2 separate regions of the Macaca mulatta genome follow, and region 2 is linked to region 1. Evidence: chromatin contacts called from public Hi-C data. All regions are on one chromosome and are shown on one strand. Each heading gives the region's core, a stretch centred on a gene start, on an enhancer-like site or on the middle of the called end of the contact. The rest is flanking DNA. Distances are from core to core; before and after follow the strand shown.

What was found. Hi-C and Micro-C count contacts between places; a contact is called where the count stands out from the background.
Region 2: a Hi-C map of liver shows a contact between it and region 1, with 3 times the contacts expected there. The contact joins the promoter of BICD2 here to the promoter of IPPK in region 1. A contact is called at or near these places in 5 of 14 Hi-C or Micro-C datasets (CD4 T cells, cortical neurons, fetal cortex germinal zone and 2 more).

The regions. Positions count from the first base shown.
Region 1 is chr15:123,378,130-123,380,829 of T2T-MMU8v2.0, reverse strand. It overlaps IPPK (inositol-pentakisphosphate 2-kinase), which reads left to right and starts at 1,416. Exons shown (of 13, transcript XM_077966343.1): 1 at 1,416-1,639. The coding sequence starts at 1,559. The region is part of intron 1 of SUSD3 (sushi domain containing 3); the gene reads right to left.
Region 2 is chr15:123,478,726-123,481,425 of T2T-MMU8v2.0, reverse strand. BICD2 (BICD cargo adaptor 2) reads left to right here and starts at 1,292. Exons shown (of 7, transcript NM_001257956.1): 1 at 1,292-1,581. The coding sequence starts at 1,342. The region is part of intron 1 of SUSD3 (sushi domain containing 3); the gene reads right to left.

The sequences.
Region 1 (2,700 bases), core at 167-2,666:
CCGGCCCCAGCCTCCCTTTTGAGGCCTAAAATGGGGGAAAGAGATGCTCAAAGCCTTCAGCTCATTTTCCTGAGTCACTGGCCTGATTTCACTACAATTCCCAAGGCCTGGCAAGGTGCCCAGCCGTTCTCAAAGTTGGGTCTGCAGGTCCTCTCTTTTTGAACTACATAACTGTAGATGTTCTTTACAATGTATATGTCAACCAATGCAATATATTGCAGCAGACCGAATGCTGAAGCACATGTGACAACCTATTAGATCAGATTTTAAAAAGATTCACAAAAGTGTAAAACAGTACCACTCCTTTATTTTGGTGGTGGGCGGGGAATGTAATGTTTATTTTATTTTTTTTTTTGAGACGGAGTCTCACTCTGTTGCCCAGGCTGGAGTGCAGTGGTGCCACGTTGGCTTACCGCAACCTCCGCTTCCTGGGTTCAAGTGATTCTCTTGCCTCAGCCTCCTGAGTAGCTGGGATTACAGGCGTGCGCCAACACACCCGGCTAATTTTTGTATTTTTAGTAGAGGCAGGGTTTCACCATGTTGGCTAGGCTGGTCTCGAACTCCTGACCTCAAGTGATCCGCCCGCCTCGGCCTCCCAAAGTGCTGGGATTACAGGCGTGAGCTACCGCGCCCGGCTGTTTACTTTTAAACGAAACAAACAACAAACTTTAAAGCATTTTAACTTACAATGTGGTAACATTGATAGCTGTAACCCCCATAAGCAAAAGCTTGGGGGCTTCATGTTTATGAGTATAAAATGGTCCTGAGACTAAGAGTTTGGGAAACGCGGTAGCTTTATGAAGCGGTGCCATTCTTGCCGCCGCATCAGTGAATTTAGGAGCAGGACGGTCGTCGGTCCTCTGCCTCACCGCCAAGCAGGAGCCTCGCGCTCCAACTGCGTCCCTCGAAGTCTTCGGGCAAAAGCGGGGCTGGGGAGTCCAGTCGTGTCGCCAAGCCACGTTTCCTCGCGTGGAATGTTGGACAATGTTGTCTACCTCGCAGGACCATCGAAATGACTGCGTTGGGTATCCCCGTGACATGTACGATGAGTTAACACCCTATTCTACAGAAGAAAAAGCTGAGACTCAGAGACCCCAAGAGCTTTGCTGGGGTCCCGCGACTAAGCGGTCCCGAGACCCAGACAACCAGGCCACCCGGGCAGAGCCGGTCACTACCGGGCGCCGAAAAGCCGCCGGCTTCTCCCGCCAGCTACACATCCGGCGCCGAGGCCGGAAGCTTCTCTTCCGGTTCCCAAGACCGCGTTCCGGAAATGAGTCACTCTGCCAGTACCTAAAATGGCCGCCGGCCCATCCACCGTCGCGATCAATGTAAGGAAAGTGGTCACGAACCCGGAAGTTGCCCGACTCCGTCATGGCAGGCGCCGGGGGCGTGGCTTCCGGCGGCCGCAGCTTGCTAGTAGCCGCCGCAGGGTCGAGCGGGGGCGGCAGCTGACAGGCGCTCCTCCCCCGACGGCAGTGGCTGGTGCCCAGCGAGGCGGGCGGCCCCCAGCTCGCGTCCCCGCGTCCCAGCCCGCGAGGCGCCAGGGCTGCGCCTGGGCATGGAAGAGGGGAAGATGGACGAGAATGAATGGGGGTACCACGGAGAAGGCAATAAGAGCCTGGTGGTGGCCCACGCGCAGGTGAGCGGCGGACGTGCGGCGCAGGTCCGGTACCTCACTCCGACGGCCGGTATCATCCCGCCCCCAGTATCCGTTTCCCCAGCATGGTCGGTTCGACGTCCTCCTGGTACCTTCCTCCTCCCCGGCCGGTCTCCGGAATTCCCCCCTACCCCGTAGGTTCCTCATCACCCAATATCTCCTCTCTACTGGGTCAGTCTCCTATTCCCCCAGATCCCTCTCCTGGCCGGTCTCTCGTTCCCTCAGTATTCCCGTTCCCCGTCAGAGTCAGTTCCACGGCCCCCTCCACGCCCCGTCGGTGCCGCTCTCAGCCTCACGCGGTGCCGCCTCCCGCCTGGATGCCCGCCGGACTGCCAGGCCGCAGTGGGGCGGAGGCTTAGCTGGGACAGAGGGCCCCGCCAGCACTGGAGGAAGAAGCAGAGTGCCCACAGTGCTGTTACTCTCAGCACCAAAAGAGTTCGGCCTCGTGAGACTACGGAATTGCTGTGCTGTTAATAGTAAGGGGATGTTACCCACAGGTCCCTTCTCAACCTTTTAGAATTTGAAGGGTTTCACCTGAATTCAATGAGGGTGAGTTTTAGAAACTGCAGTAAGATCTCGCAAAGGTGAATCCAAGAGTGAAGGATGTGGGTCTGTGTGAGGGCCCAGATCTCTTTGACCTTTTGCTGTCTGGTACAAGCACGCAGGAATGTGGCCGGCTGGAAGGGGGGAGGGGTGTGAGGGAGGCGAGGATAGGTGTCCTGTAGGGAGGAGTTAGAGCATGGGTGTTAAAGGCACAGGAATCTCAGTTCTACCACTGCCTGGTGGAGGCTCAGTGTTGACATTTGTGAAGTGGAACTACTAATAGAATTCACTTTGTGGGATTGTTGGAAAGATCAGTTATGCAGGAACCCATCAAGTTATGCTTAGCAAGTGATAATTATCATCCCCTTGGACAGATAGATAAAGTGAAAATAAGAGAGGCTGACGGCACTACCCCAGTCCAACAGCTTGTCAGGGATGCTGTAGGCAGTGGAGTCCTGCCTTGCTTCTGTTGTTCCTATGCTGGATGCATTGGTCAGCTG
Region 2 (2,700 bases), core at 43-2,542, 100 kb before region 1:
AATGGGTGTGGGGGCCTGGTGAGCTACAATGAGGAAGTTAAATGAAAAGGCACAAAACAGAGGAAATTTATTATTGTTAGGTCCCGGAGAGGTTAGGGACGCCTAAGGGAGGCGGACAAGCAGGTGGGGAGGGGCAGTGAGAGACGGTGGGAAGGAAGGGACTATGCCTGTGCTAGGGTCCTTGGGAATCATCCTTTAGGATTTCCCTTGGGGGCTGTGAACTGGTTAAAGAAAACACGAGGGAAGGGTGAACTCATTTGCAGTACCCCGATACTGGCCATTAGGTGCTATGGCGGTCAGCAGCTGTGGGGTGTGTTGCGCTATAGGTCAATGAGATAAGGAATAAACGGGCTATCTCACACATCACCACATACGGAGGAGAAGTGTTACCTACGCCAAGGCGAAGGGTACGACTGGCTTTCAAACAACTTAAGTCAGGCCTAAAAATAGATGCGGAGACAACAATTGTATTTACCACGTTTATGACCCTGTATTAATGGAAATGTCTTTATTTCCAAGAAATAGACCTTGAAGGACTGAGGGGCAGCGCTGAGGTTCCCGCTGGCCCCTGGGCGCCCCCTGCTGGCCCGTCCTCCTCCCGCCCCCAGACGTCTGCACAGAGCATGCGTCACACCGTCCCCAGGTTTCCAGCAGCAGCCGTTCACCCGCGCTCTCGGATGCGCTTCTCGCTCGCGGCCGCCTGGGCTCTGTCCGCATTGTACGCCCCAGGGTCGGGAGCCCAGTCCCGCCGCCCGCACCCGCCTCCCCTGGGGCGCTCCCGGCAGCCGTCTTGCCACCCCGCGTGGCCGCCGGCTGCCAGAGGCACAGGGGAGCGCGAGGCGCGGCGGCTGAGCAGTGTCCCCGGCTCTGAGTGCTGGGAAGGCCGCGGGGCCGCGCCCACTCGACCGCCGTCCAGGGGACTGCAAGGCGCCGGTGCATCCGGCTCTGACGCTGACGGCGCGGGCCAATCATGGCCGGGGACGGGTGGGCGCGGGGCTGGACGGGCCTTGTAGTCGGTGCGCGAGCGGGACTACTGTCCCCACAGTCCCCTGGGCGACATCGGCGTCAGTGGCTGCGCCCGAGGGCCCGCCCCTCACAGGTCATGGGCCAATCATAGGCGGGGGCCGGGCGGGCGCCGGGCACGATGGATCTTGTAGTCGGAGCGCGGGCTGGACTCCAGCCCCCAGCGGGCCCCGCGCGCCGGAGGGGAGGAGCCGTGCGGCGGCGCGGGCGGGCGGGCGGCCGTCGGGGCAGGGCGGCGGCAGCAGCGGCGGCGGTGGCGGCTGAGGAGGGCCCGGCCTGCGAGAGTCTCGGTGGGAGCCGGCTCGGCCCTCGGCCACCATGTCGGCGCCGTCGGAGGAGGAGGAGTACGCGCGGCTGGTGATGGAGGCGCAGCCCGAGTGGTTGCGCGCCGAGGTGAAGCGGCTGTCCCACGAGCTGGCCGAGACCACGCGTGAGAAGATCCAGGCGGCCGAGTACGGGCTGGCGGTGCTCGAGGAGAAGCACCAGCTCAAGCTGCAGTTCGAGGAACTCGAGGTGGACTATGAGGCTATCCGCGGCGAGATGGAACAGCTCAAGGAGGTGAGCCGAGCCGCCCTGCCCCGCGACCCCCGCCCGGCGCCGGGGCCTGTGGGCGTCGTCCCTGGCACCAGGGCGGCCAAGGTCAGCTTGCCAAGCGGGGGCCGGCAGGGGTGGGCGGAGGGGGCACGGGCCCAGAGTCGGGGACCCGGGCAGTATGTGGGAGTGGGCCCGGCCTTGGCTAGCGAGCCGGTGCAGCTTCCGTTGCAGACGGCGCTAATGCAGGGGTCCGGGCGCCCTGTCGCCTCCTGCAGCTGCCCGCCTGCTTCTGTGGGGACCTGGGCGGCCCGGGCGGGGCGGGGCTTCGTAAGGGCTGATGCTCTGCGGTGGTCGCTGTTCCGGGTGTGTCTGAGCTTGGGGTGGGGTTGGGAGGGCAGTGGCTGAGCCGAGAGCTGAGGCCACGGATGCTGGTGACCCGCTGGGAGAGGCCGATGATGGGCCTGGGTCTGAGTGGCTGCGGCTCTGTCACCTTCAGACAAATCACTTCCTCTCTCTGGGCGCAGCTACTTTCGGAGCGTTTCTGCTTGTTTCATGAGTGCCTCTGAGGTGGGGAAAGGTCGTGGACAGCGGCCTAAGTGAGTAGGGGCTCGGGGTTGCACGTGGAGGTTGCCCTTGGCATGGGTTCCCCAGTACCCTTGCCCCAGGCCCAGCGCTCTGTCCTCATTGCGGGGATTGCGCTCCCACCAGCTAGCATGACTTCCCTGGCCCACTTCCTGTCCAGCCCCCCATCTCAGGCCCTTCCCCTCGCTGTGGCTGGCTGTGTTCCTCTTGGACGGAGACCTCAGTGGTCTGTGTCATTCCCACTGTGGGGAGGGGAGGTTAGACCGCCAGGCTGGTCGAGGGTCTTCAGGCGGCAGGGCAGCGGGAGACCTGGGCAGTCCTTCCCCAGCTTCTCTTCTCCCCTTCCCTGACTCCATAGCGTTGTTGGCAGGAGTTGCTTTCTGGGAGGAGACACCAGGGTTTGGATCCAGGCTCTGCTCCTTGCTAGTGATGTGGCTTTGGGTAGAGGCGCTCCCTGAGCCTTAGCTTCCCCCCTCTGCAAAATGGGAGTGCAGTACTGCGTACCCAGAAAGGATTGTTGTGAGTGTCATGTATTTGGAAAGGACCGGTGTGGGGTCAGGA